4 separate regions of the Mus musculus genome follow, and all the other regions are linked to region 1. The links are chromatin contacts, called in public Hi-C, HiChIP or PLAC-seq and promoter capture Hi-C maps. All regions are on one chromosome and are shown on one strand. Each heading gives the region's core, a stretch centred on a gene start, on an enhancer-like site or on the middle of the called end of the contact. The rest is flanking DNA. Distances are from core to core; before and after follow the strand shown.

Evidence for each region. Promoter capture Hi-C pulls out the DNA fragments that hold promoters and counts their contacts. Hi-C and Micro-C count contacts between places; a contact is called where the count stands out from the background. HiChIP or PLAC-seq counts read pairs in DNA pulled down with a chosen protein or histone mark.
Region 2: a promoter capture Hi-C map of liver shows a contact between it and region 1, with 2.5 times the contacts expected there. The contact joins the enhancer-like site here to the promoter of Mrpl1 in region 1. A contact is called at or near these places in 8 of 39 promoter capture datasets (the 3T3-L1 cell line, the HPC-7 cell line, cranial neural crest and 3 more) and 1 of 115 datasets of contacts at active chromatin or transcription factors (astrocytes).
Region 3: a contact with region 1 is called in a Hi-C map of B cells, with 10 read pairs. The contact joins the enhancer-like site here to the promoter of Mrpl1 in region 1. A contact is called at or near these places in 7 of 39 promoter capture datasets (the HPC-7 cell line, cranial neural crest, frontonasal cranial neural crest and 4 more), 1 of 484 Hi-C or Micro-C datasets (B cells) and 1 of 115 datasets of contacts at active chromatin or transcription factors (astrocytes).
Region 4: a contact with region 1 is called in an H3K4me3 HiChIP or PLAC-seq map of bone marrow-derived macrophages, with 4 times the contacts expected there. The contact joins the enhancer-like site here to the promoter of Mrpl1 in region 1. A contact is called at or near these places in 4 of 39 promoter capture datasets (the C10 cell line, cranial neural crest, frontonasal cranial neural crest and 1 more) and 7 of 115 datasets of contacts at active chromatin or transcription factors (CD8 T cells, bone marrow-derived macrophages, effector CD8 T cells and 4 more).

The regions. Positions count from the first base shown.
Region 1 is chr5:96,208,639-96,211,472 of GRCm38.p6, reverse strand. Mrpl1 (mitochondrial ribosomal protein L1) reads right to left here and starts at 1,358. Exons shown (of 9, transcript NM_053158.3): 1 at 1,280-1,358. The coding sequence starts at 1,310.
Region 2 is chr5:97,077,414-97,080,247 of GRCm38.p6, reverse strand. All of the region lies in intron 15 of Bmp2k (BMP2 inducible kinase), which reads right to left. Among named protein-coding and RNA genes, the nearest start is that of Paqr3, 33 kb to the left of the region's middle. Within about 2 kb of position 1,362, at least 15 of the 459 cell types and tissues checked have an H3K27ac peak or open chromatin away from gene starts, as enhancers often do. A contact at or near this core is called in liver, where this site is marked.
Region 3 is chr5:96,963,149-96,965,982 of GRCm38.p6, reverse strand. No RefSeq gene overlaps it. Among named protein-coding and RNA genes, the nearest start is that of Gm46916, 23 kb to the right of the region's middle. Within about 2 kb of position 1,367, at least 76 of the 459 cell types and tissues checked have an H3K27ac peak or open chromatin away from gene starts, as enhancers often do. A contact at or near this core is called in B cells and astrocytes, where this site is marked.
Region 4 is chr5:96,910,355-96,913,188 of GRCm38.p6, reverse strand. It overlaps Gm33370 (predicted gene, 33370), which reads left to right. Exons shown (of 3, transcript NR_168888.1): 2 at 2,062-2,227; 3 at 2,640-2,834. Among named protein-coding and RNA genes, the nearest start is that of Gm24623, 4.1 kb to the right of the region's middle. Within about 2 kb of position 1,433, at least 168 of the 459 cell types and tissues checked have an H3K27ac peak or open chromatin away from gene starts, as enhancers often do. A contact at or near this core is called in CD8 T cells, bone marrow-derived macrophages, memory CD8 T cells and 2 more, where this site is marked.

The sequences.
Region 1 (2,834 bases), core at 109-2,608:
AAGGATACATCAATTTAAAACACATTATAGAATTCCATATTAGCACTACTTAAAGAGTGCTCAGTAGACCTATTATAATCTGCAACCACAAAAAGGTTACACTAGCATGTGAAACAAAGCACTAAATTATACTGTTCAATGCAACAGGCAATACTTTTAATAATGGGCATGCTGGAGATGCCTGTCCCAACACATGGGAGCCTAACCCTGTCTCAAATTGTTTTTGTTTTTTAGCAAAACTTAATCAAGAAAGCAGTGTCTACTTTTATTGTGGAGATGCAGTTTGTAAACTGGATGGTCTAAGTACCATTGTTTTACAAGCACTGGAATAAGGAAGGTTATGAAGCTTATGTTCCTGGCCAGTGGGGAGACAAGACACAATAAATAGAGGAAGGAGAAGGGCTGCAAGGTCAAAGAAGAGGGGGAGTTGATTGCATTTTAAAAGTAAAGATCAATTTCATATGAGAGGTGACGGAGCTCTTACTGTGCAAGCATGAGGGGTGAAATTCAGATTCCTGGCAGCCACATAAAAGCTGGGTAAACACAGTGCAACACCTCCCACCTCCAGGGGCTTCACTGGAGACAGTGGGATCCGCAAGCTCCAGGTCCAGTGACAAACTCTGCCTCTGGAAACAGCCTGGATACTGGCTGGCAGAAGAGAGCCTCCATGGGCACACATACATATGCACTCACACACATGTGAACATGTATACATAGACCAAGTACACATACACATGAAAAAGATCTTATAGTGTATATGGCACTGTGAATTCCTATTAGCCATGTCTAACGTGCTCAGACATGGCTATACAAAACACTACAGAATTAGTCTCCAAATGATAAACACGATAGCCTCTGTAAATTTACTAACTGGAATCGCCTTTATTCATAAACACGCCAAGGTTCAGATATTTACAGATGTAAATCACTTCATATACCACCTTTCCCTTCAGGGCTCGCTTATCAAACTGAACACGCCCGCTATCCCACACACACAACAGAATCTTGCCTTGTACTCCTCACCCCTGACTATAAGTACTGCCAATGTATTTCCGCTCCCATTTCATCCTCAAAATGACCTGCTCCAAGAGAGAACCCTTGCGTTAAGTGTCGCTTTTAAGCACTGATGACCCTCTGGGCTGTGGAGCCCAGAAGATCACGGAAGCATTTCGAGGACCGAGAAGCTGACCGGTGCCTACGAGATTCTGCCATGGATTCCGCTGCAACAGGAAACTTGGCTCTAGATTTACTTTCCACGCAAGAACACTGCTCCTCTTACCTCTACGGAGGCACCTTACGGCCGCCGCCATGTTGACTGTTCCGGATTGTGCTGACGAAGTGGGTCCCGGGTTTCAACTGCACGGAAATGCGAAAAAGGGTTCCGCGCGGAAGCTGGCAAAGGGGGAAGGAGTTGGTAGGAGCAGAAGAGCAGGGCGGGGACGACCTGGCTTCAGTGCCCTCGTGGCGAGGTTCCTGTCGGTTCCCTGTCTGAGACTGCCTTTCGTGGCTCGGGTTCAAAGGTTTATCAACCTTCGGGGCGGGGGTGGGGAATGGCTTTGTTGAAAACTCTGTAATTAATTATTCATTCCTTCTTATTTTTAATTTTGGACCCTGCAGATGTACTCCGAACGGTCATTTAAATAGAGGGAACCTGGTTCTCTGACTAAAGTCTTGAGAAAGCTGAAGTGTCCCCAGCTTCCTTCGCTATACTCTTGGCCTTCTTAAGATTCGGTTTTTCTTTAAATGAATATTGCTAGGCGACCGTGCGCGGAGCTAGCGTGTGCGCGCCTCTGAGTTCAATCTTCTTCATAGCAAAGAGAAAACAGAATCCATCAAACTTCGCCTCCACCCAAGGCGGGCCAGGAGGTCCCACTCTCTCACCCCCTTCCACCCCCCTTTGAGCAAACCTTAATCTTTCATCCGTCTGCTTTTTGGTTTCCGGCTGCTGGCAAGCTGTGCTGATCAGACCTAAGGAGCAGTACACTGCTTGGAGTTTTCGAAACACGTCTAGGGTTTTGTTTTGGTTTTTGGAGTTTGTCTGTTTTTGTTTTTGTTCTACGTAGCCAATTAGAGACCAGTGCACAGGTTATTCTGACCCCTTCCTACCCCCTACCCCCCCCCCCCCCAAAAAAAAAACATCCGTTATGTCTCAGCTGCCCGTGTGGTTTCTCTAAACCAAGTCTGGTCAGGAATTAATTCATAAGAATAAACTCCTCCAGTAATTGGCCATTTCCAAAGGCTCACTTACGGGCCTCTGCCTACCTCCTCAACCAACAACCTTCCTAACACACATGCGAGTGTACACATAACACACACACACAAAGAGAGGGAGGGAGGGAGGGATGAAGGGAGGGCAGAAGACACATTTCTCACCTCTGTGACATTTTTCCTCTCTGGCTTTTGTTTGAATTATTATGCAACACATTAACAGTATTTTTTCCCCTTAAGATTTAAATTCAGACTCTGCTCATTGTTGGCAGTCTCCTTTCATACTTCCAGGACTGAATTATGGCCACTTCTTCCTGGTTTTATGTAATAAACAGAATTAGTAATTTTTTTATTTATTTGAAACAATTCTGAGACCTATTATTCTATATAATACAATTTACCAACCTAAGTGTACAATTTAGTGGGGGGTTGAGCACACAGAGCTGTGCAGCTGTCACAATGTATCTCCCCATCTCTTTGAGCTCTTTGTGGGCAGCAATCATGTCGTTCATTTTTGTAACCTCAGCACATACTACACACAGCGTCAGACCGGAAGGAAGGTCTGCAGTAAACGTTGAAAAAAAAAAAAAAATGAATCCATGCTTATATGAATTAGTGACTTGATA
Region 2 (2,834 bases), core at 113-2,612, 870 kb before region 1:
GAAAAACATGAATAAAATTTTAAATTAGCTCAGATTCCAAGTAAAACCGTCATTCCCAATTTTAAGAGAGAACATTTTCAGAAATTCAACATTGTGAAGAGTCCGAACAATTTCAAACACCGAGACTTTCCCCTGAAAGACCTTACCTCAGAAGCTCCTGGACCAGAGTGGGCTCTGGACACAATCCACGTGCAGAAATGTTTCCCTACCGCCCCACCCACCCACACACATACGTCAGAAATTAGAGCACGTTATCATTTTGTCAAGTGTTGTTTGCATCCCAGTAACAGTGCAAGTTCACTCAGACCAAAAGCCTGAGAATATGTGACTAGGATAAGCAATGCAGATCTGAGGAGATCAGTAAAAGCCCTAAGTTTTCAAGTGTTAAATATCTTTTTAGTTTATAAAGTATCCAGCATTGAAATCCTAATTTAAACCACGAGAGCCAGGAGAACCTCGCTGAGCAACAGGAGAGAGCAAGCACAAACTCCAATTATCCTTCTGACCAGAGCCACTGTTCACCTCCCACACCTCGTGCACCACACTGTCAGTGATGGAATGTGCCAATCACTCAGTAACCTTAGCAACATCTCAGCATGGACTAAAGAAGTGGAATAACAACTGTTTGGTGTCTACCTAAAAATATACATACAACATAAAGTCCTCTTAAGCTAAATTAGAGAGCTGCTTGAAGACTTATAGTTTAGATGGTTTCATTACTCAGTGACTTGCTTCTTTAACCTGCAGAATGAATGGCATTATCGGCCTCACGGCTTTTATTAGGGATTAAAGTGAAGACGCAGAGAGACTGTGGGCAGCAGTCATGGCACTTGTAGGTACTCTTCATGGAGCCCTAACTACACACTTGTGATGCCCCAGGGAAGGTGTCAAAGGGTCAAGATATTTACTGCAGCACCAGTTCTCCACATTCTCTCCAACTCCTCACTACTGACTTCCCAATACACTGGGATCTGTAAGGTTTGCTCTAAGGTTTGCTATGATCTATGCTAGAGATGTCTTTCTCTTCCATTTGAAACACATCTTCAGAACTGACTTGCCATGTCCACAGGCCATCATGCCTTCCTATTTCTTGAAAGGTTTAGTCTAGTACCACTCAAATTTCAGTTCTTGGGCCTTCTCTTACATCTCTTCACTGTTTTGGAATTATAACCCTGTTTCTTAGCTTCAACTGTATCCTGAACTCTTTCAATAACAAGGGATTTGTAGACATACATTTAGTTCAATCTCTCTTTACACATGAGGAATTTGATAGTTACCAGAGTTTGGAGCCACATATATTAAAGCCTCAGTGACTTCTCCTGCTGCAGACACTACCTTCGAACTCTGACCTGTAAACTCTGGACTAGCGTCACCAGGCAATGTTCAGCACAGTTTACCAAAGCATTGCCAAGTACGACCAGGAGCTGGCCTGCCTGCTTCCTTTTGCCCCCTATGGCGGCATGCCATAACAGGGGAAAGTACTACCATATGGGTACTTGTTGTTTCTGCTTCAACAGTGTTTGAACTGAGCTGTTCCTTAAGGGTTCTTTATATATCTTTTATCACGTTTGCTTTGTCTTTCATGGGTGAGTAAGACAGTGTTTGACTTCAAAGCACCTTAGCAACCTGTGAGACACTGCTCCTCTGTCACTCTGAAGGCTCCATGCCTCCTCTGTCACCACATCTGACAATGGGTGACAGACACAACTGTATGTGTGTTGGGCAGGGAATGGGGAAGGGGAGGAGTGTGGGGGGTTCTGAAAACAAGCTTACCTCACCAAACAGATGCAAAAACAGGAATTCACCAAAAGAATGTTGAGAGAATAAACTGACCAATTCTGGGTTGTAAGTTTTCACAAAAGACAATTTCTAGATGTTCAAACTTCAAAGGTATATTCTTGCACAAGCTAAATGGAACCTTTAATACTCAATCCAAATTTGGAGGGGATATCTAACACAGCATTTCTTTGGCTGGATATTTATACAGTGGTTAACAGTATTCTCTTAAACACTTCATTTAAGAAGTGAAGTCCTAGTTAATGCTTCACTATTTTAAATCAATCCTGCAAAGTATATACCTGTAAATTCATAAACTACCGAAGAGCCACGTTGCTGAAAGTCCCCTCCTCAGGGACAAAGCACATTTGCCACATTCTGTCTACACTGCAACTCTTCCCATTTCGTTTCCGCTCAAAGGGCAAACAGTTGGCATCCTTTTAATCATGTAAGAAGCTTGCTGTGTCAAGGAAATTTTGTTTCAATGCTCTTTTCTTTAGTATCAGCTTATAGAGGATAAATGGCTTGAACTGCGATTGTAATTACATGCCGTCTGTTGTCCTATCATCCAGGCAGAGGAGGGGAGGGGCACTTTAAAGCACACTGTGAATTGGAAGCATACTGCCTGCCGTCATTTCCCAACAATTTATCATGTTAGGCCTCCGGATTAGTGGATTAGCAAAAGGTTTTATGAGAATCTGCAGGACTGCTCTGAAGGCAGGCCAAGTGGCAGAGTCCGAATGCAAGAAGACAACCACACAGGCTGTGAGCACTATTTCCAAACACAAGATGCCATAAGATGGGCCATTTTCTTATCTGACTGGTGGTGCAGGTTGTCTTCCATTTCATTTTTTAATTGCTTACTACTATTTATGCTACTCTTTATGGAAGAGTTTAACATCAGAACTGGATTCCTACTTATTAATTATGTGACTTAAACAAAGTAACTGGCACCCTCTGAGCCCGTTTCCATAGAACATATGGCAGATTTTAATTACGGCAAATAATATTGCCAACATCTTGAAAAAGAAGTCCTGACCATCAAGAATCATAAACTG
Region 3 (2,834 bases), core at 118-2,617, 750 kb before region 1:
TGCATATATATATATATATATATATATATATATATCTGAAGGGCAGAGCAAGCTGCTGTCAGTCAAGAATATAAAGTAGTGGTCTGGATGTATGCACAAGGGGAGGATGATAACCAGCAAAGGGCAGAGAGAAATAGATTCAATTGTTTTAAGAAATTAGAAGGCTTTCTTCTTCTTCTTCTTCTTCTTTTGGTTTTATTGCCCAGGGGAGCATTCATTCCCATCCAGTACTTGGTCAGCAGTATGCACTGCAGGCCCTGGACACTCACAGGTCCTGCTTGAATGGACTTCAGCACTCCAAGCTCACGTGCTCCTTTCTTGATTCACTTGTAGCATTTATTTGAGTCTTACGCCTTTTAAAATGTGTTGCTGTTCTCTCTCCATAAGGAAAGTTAAGTCTTCTTATAAGCAATAGGGTGTGTCATTAAGTTTTATTTTCCACAGTTCCTAACCAAATCTTAGCTTTTTAATAGACTGTAATATGTGTTTCTTGCTTTGGTTAGTGTGTGTGTGTGTGTGTGTGTGTGTGTGTGTGTGTGTGTGTGTGTGTGTGTGTTTCTGTGTGTATTTTTAATCTCCAACTATTTTTTGACAATTGTGGATAAGAAGTTTATTCAATTCTTTCATACCACATCCCACCTATATTGCGCATGCTGAGAGAGACAATTACAAATCTCTGGGCACTACTAGAAACTGGGGCTCATAAAGGAATGCCCTGATTTGGGCAGAACCTGCTGGGCAAGTGGGTGGCCCCCAGTGCCTCTGAAGAACCAGCATTCACCCTCTCCTGCCTGGGAGAGCAGAGAGCTGCAAGTACTGACATGTAGGCTAAAGAGAAATTGGAAGAAAAGTGCCACAGTTCACCTTCTGCGTACTGGAGCCAGGAATTTCTTTAAACCTTGGCTTGTCCTTGGTTACCAGGGCTGTGGGGCTCCAAACCATTGTAGGAGCAGACGGATCAAGGCTGTATGTACCCAGAATTTCTCCCATTGCCTACTTCACACAGCAGGGCTCACCCTGTACGTTTGTTAAGAACTCATCCTTGCGTTTATTTTCTCCCTCCCCCCTCCCTCCCTCCCTCCCTCCCTCCCTCTCTCCTTCCCTCCCTCTCCTTCGCTGCCCTTGTGTTAATTCTTTCTGAATTCTTCAGCGAGGTTTCTCCTGGCAGCTCACCCTACTGTTTGTTCCCTCTGAAAAGCAGTTTTGCTTCATTAAAATGTGCTGAAAGGAACATCACATTTAATTGAATGAAAACTGAAAACGGGCGTGTTAAGTGGGTTGCTGCCTCGAAGAATGACAATGAAGAGAGAGACTACAAAGAATACGGAGCTAAAGACTTCTGGTTCCCTAGCGTCCTGTGGCCCTGCTGTCGGAAGTGCCACAGGAAGACCCACATCCACACACCTAGAAACCCCGGGGTTTCAGAGCTCAAGCCCCCTCCAGACTCAAGGAATCAAAGTCCATGTTTTTGCAAGAGTGCTTGACAAGCCACCGAGGTGATCTGGGCAGACTCAAGTCATAAAAAACTTCAAAGGGCCTCGCACTTTGCCCTGGGGAGCCTTTTCCACCCCTCTCTTCTCCTTTCCCCTCCCCCCTCTCCTCTCCTCTCTCTCCCCTCCCCTCCCCTCCCCTACCCTCCCCTCCCTTCCCCTCCCCTCCCCTTTTACCATGTTCTTAGTCATTCTTGTAGAACATAAAGGGTAGCTTCAGGCTGAGCTCAGCAATTATCCCAGATCAATGTTGTGATATCTAGAAACCTCTTACCAGCTTAAAAAATATATATATTGGGACTTAGGCCATAGCAAGGAAGTTAATTTTTTTCTATTTTATAAATAAGAAAAATGGGGCTTTCAAAAATTAAGTGATGTATCTAACCTGTGACTGCCAACCACCCCACCCATACCCCCACTCCCCACCCCACCCTACCCCCACCATCACCCCCACCCCACCCCCTACCCCTACCATCACACCCTCAGCCCCATCCTCACTCCTACCCCATCCCTACCCCCACCATCACACCCTCATCGCCTACCCCCACTCCCCACCCCACCCCTACCCCCACCCTGCTATCACACCCCACAGTTTTCTTTGCAGTGTTCTGTAACTGCTAAGGAGAAAGAGAAAGAACGAGAGAGAGAGAGAGAGAGAGAGAGAGAGAGAGAGAGAGAGAGAGAGAGAGAGAGAGAGAGAGAGACCAGTCCCACCACAGAAATGACTAACTGGGAATATGGGCTGCTACAGAAAGAAATGGAAAATAAAGGAGGACTCATGCCTGAGGCAGGGGAGTTGTGAATGGTGGATTCTGTCACCTGTGACAATTCTGCCTCCATCATTTCATTCAGGTCAACTTCCTACACCTCCTCACAAGGAAGGAGACTCTAAAGGAGTGGGAAGACTGAGAAGAAATGAGTGGACAGGAATGGAGAATGGAGTAACCAGGGCATGAAAGTTGTAAATGCTGACCCAGACTGCAAAAGGACAAACTATAGTTTTTAATACGTGTGTGTGTGTGTGCGCACACACATATATACATATATTACTTATATTGTCTATATGTATATATGTACAGTTTCTATATACTGTAGACTGTAGTACTTTTGACCAATCACTATAACACTCATCCCCTTTATATTTGTTTTAATCAAAGCCACAGAAATAATTGAGATAATAATATATCAAAAGTGTATTTTGAGTCAGGAGTGGTGGTTCATACCTGTAAGCCCAGGACTTGGGAAGATGAGGCAGGAGAATTGCTGAGAGTTTGATACCAGCCTGAACTACATACTGCACTGCAGTGCAGCTGTGAGATTCTGTCTTACAAAAATCAAAACCGA
Region 4 (2,834 bases), core at 184-2,683, 700 kb before region 1:
AAGTCTTTATGAGGAGAAAACCAAAGCAGGACAAGAGCTGGAAGTTAGGCTTGTGGCTGACAGGGCACAAGAAACCCTGTTAGGTAAGAGGAACCTTCTTATTTGATGAAAACAAGCGGCCAAGGGAAAGTCTCTGCATGGTGGGAAGGCAACTGATTTGCTGGGTTTTAGTGTTTGGCTGTGAGTTCTGAGCAACAGAAATAGGAAGGAAGCAGCTCTGTACTGCATCTGGCCTCTTAGGAAACCTCGAGATGGGGCACAGGATAAGCCCCGTCTTCTCCTGCCTCGTGTTCTTCTCATGGAATCTTGAGATGCACTGGCTTTTTCTTAAAAGAAAGTTTCCAGCACCCAGTAGTGAAAAATGACCACCACCCAATTAGAAGGTTCTGGGTGCCAGGGACCTATCTGATCTCTTTCCTGAGCACCTGGAGCACAAAAGTTGCTCAGGGGAAGAAAGGTTCAAAGAACAAACACTTGTGGGGCCCTAATCATTGAGAGTAGACAGAGAAATATCTGGGAGATTTTTTTTGTATTATTCATATGAATAATGATAACAGAGAAGAAGGACAAGAAGGGGAGAGACCAGAGAGATCAAGACACACAGAGAGAAGTAGGAAGAGATGGAAGAGGGAAAGGAGGTAGGAGAGAAGGAGGAAGAGAAAGGGGAGAGACAGGAGGACAGAGAGGAGGGGGAGGAGCGGGAGGAGGGGAAGGAGGGAGAAGACAGAGATCATTCCTCATCTGTTACGACAACTGAGTTATTTTTGTTCATATCTATTTTGTATTTGTGACTTCCTGCAGAAAAGATGTCAGATGATTATGATGAAATAGCCCTGTGCTCTATGTGGTTGGTATACGTGCACCAGCGTGTGTGTGTGTGTGTGTGTGTGTGTGTGTGTGTGTGTGTGTGTGGTGTGTGTGTGTGTGTGTGTGTGTGTGTGTGGTGTGTGTGGTGTGTGTGTGTGTGTGTGTGTGTTTAATTCTTCAGTTCTGCTGAAGTGACTTCCCTGCTTCTCCTGATTCAGCAGTGAGCACTGAGAATTATAAGAAGCAGGATTAGCTCACAAACAAAACAGCCCATCCCTGCCTAATAACATAGCTTAGTGATAATGAGGGCAAGGCACTCTGGGAAGGCCACTCCCCTTCAGAAGTCTTAGGACATCTAAATTGGGAGTTGGTGATCTTGTAAACAAATTCAAATTACCTTCCAGCAAAACCCCAAACTACTTGTTGGAGATGGGTTTTGGCTAGAAGATGTGAATCCAGATCAAAATCAAAAGCCACATAAGTACTAAAATAGCCAAAACAGAGACGCAGTCATTACAGGAAACTCACGAGGCTTCAAAGGAGGTTTAAAGAAGGAAGAGCTGCAGCCAGAAGAGCTGGTGGCGTTGCCCGTCTGTACTGGAAATGTCGACATCCTCTGGAGAGGAAGAGGAAGGAGTTAGCGGTGCCAGACAAGCAGCTGGACAATGACAAGACAGGAAACCGGGCTGCTGATGACAGTGAACTACAAACCGGGAGGAGGGAAGCATCAAAGCTACGGGGCCGCTGAAGACTGTGGGCAGGGACAAAGTGAAAGCCGTGAGGGGCTCAGAACCAGCCACAGGCCACATACGCATGGTCTAGCGGGTAGCCAAGTCTCCATTTATTTCTGTTGAAATACCATGAAAGGTCCTTTGTCCTGTTGCAATCATCCCAGGAATATTCTATTGTATTTTGCACAGGTTCAAACATTGCCTTGAAGGGCAGCCATTCAAATGTGAGAGAACACTGTTGTAGATGTCTCAATATAGTTCTGGTTAACGTTTATAGGTAACACTTAGTATATTTGTTCCCAGTACTTTATGGAAAAATATAATTTAATCCCAAGGTTAAAGGGCCAAAACAGAACAGGTGTAAGAAATGAATTCAGTGATTGTTCTCCAGAGCTCATGCTCTAAGCCCCCCCCCCCTCCATCTTGCCTAAGAAGCCCCGTAGAGTAGAGAGATGATGGATCTATGGTATTGTCCTGAACAAACTTTCAGCTCACTTCTATTTACATCTGCTCCACTTGCCAGAATTCTCTTGCCAACCTTTGCAGCGAGAGATAGTAGCTAAATGCTCAGAATTAAAGAGCAACCCCCAAAACCTGGAAAAGAGTCTAAGTGAACAAAGCCTGCCTGGAATGGAAGAGCTCTGAGTGAAGAGAGTCAGCACAGAGAAGCAAACAGAGGACCCTGTAAGGTACAGTTCTACTAGTCTTCTCAGAATCTCAGAAGTGGAATCCTTTGACCATATGAGGGGGTGGCCGTAAGCTATTATTTAAGACCATAGCAATATTGGAGGGAACTACCTTACCAATAATCAAATGTAAGTATTACTGCTATTATTAATTAACAACTTGATGTAGTTAAGTGATGCAGCAAGGCTTTAGCTACTTTGTGGATTATTCTTTCTTCCACCCTTCTCCATCTGTTTTCTGTCCTTTTAACCCCCTAACACTAGATAGGAGAAAAAAAAGGATAGAAAGGAAAAGGGGGTGTTATCATTAATAGGTGGGACTGTTCCTGCTAACAGGGGTCTTGAGTTTCTGGGAGCAAGTTTGATCTTTGCTGTCAAGATATGTGATTTCTTCTTGTTTCTTCTTTTTGCACAGGACTACTTATCAAACTGTAATCAACAACAACCATTAACAACCAACAACCAACCAACCAACCAACCAACCAACCAACAATCAACAACTCCACCTCTCAGGGCCCTTTTTTATATATTCCCTGAAAACTTTCCAGAATTCCAAACACCACACAATCGCATAAAACTGTCTTCAAGTGTCAGAATCATGCCCCCACCA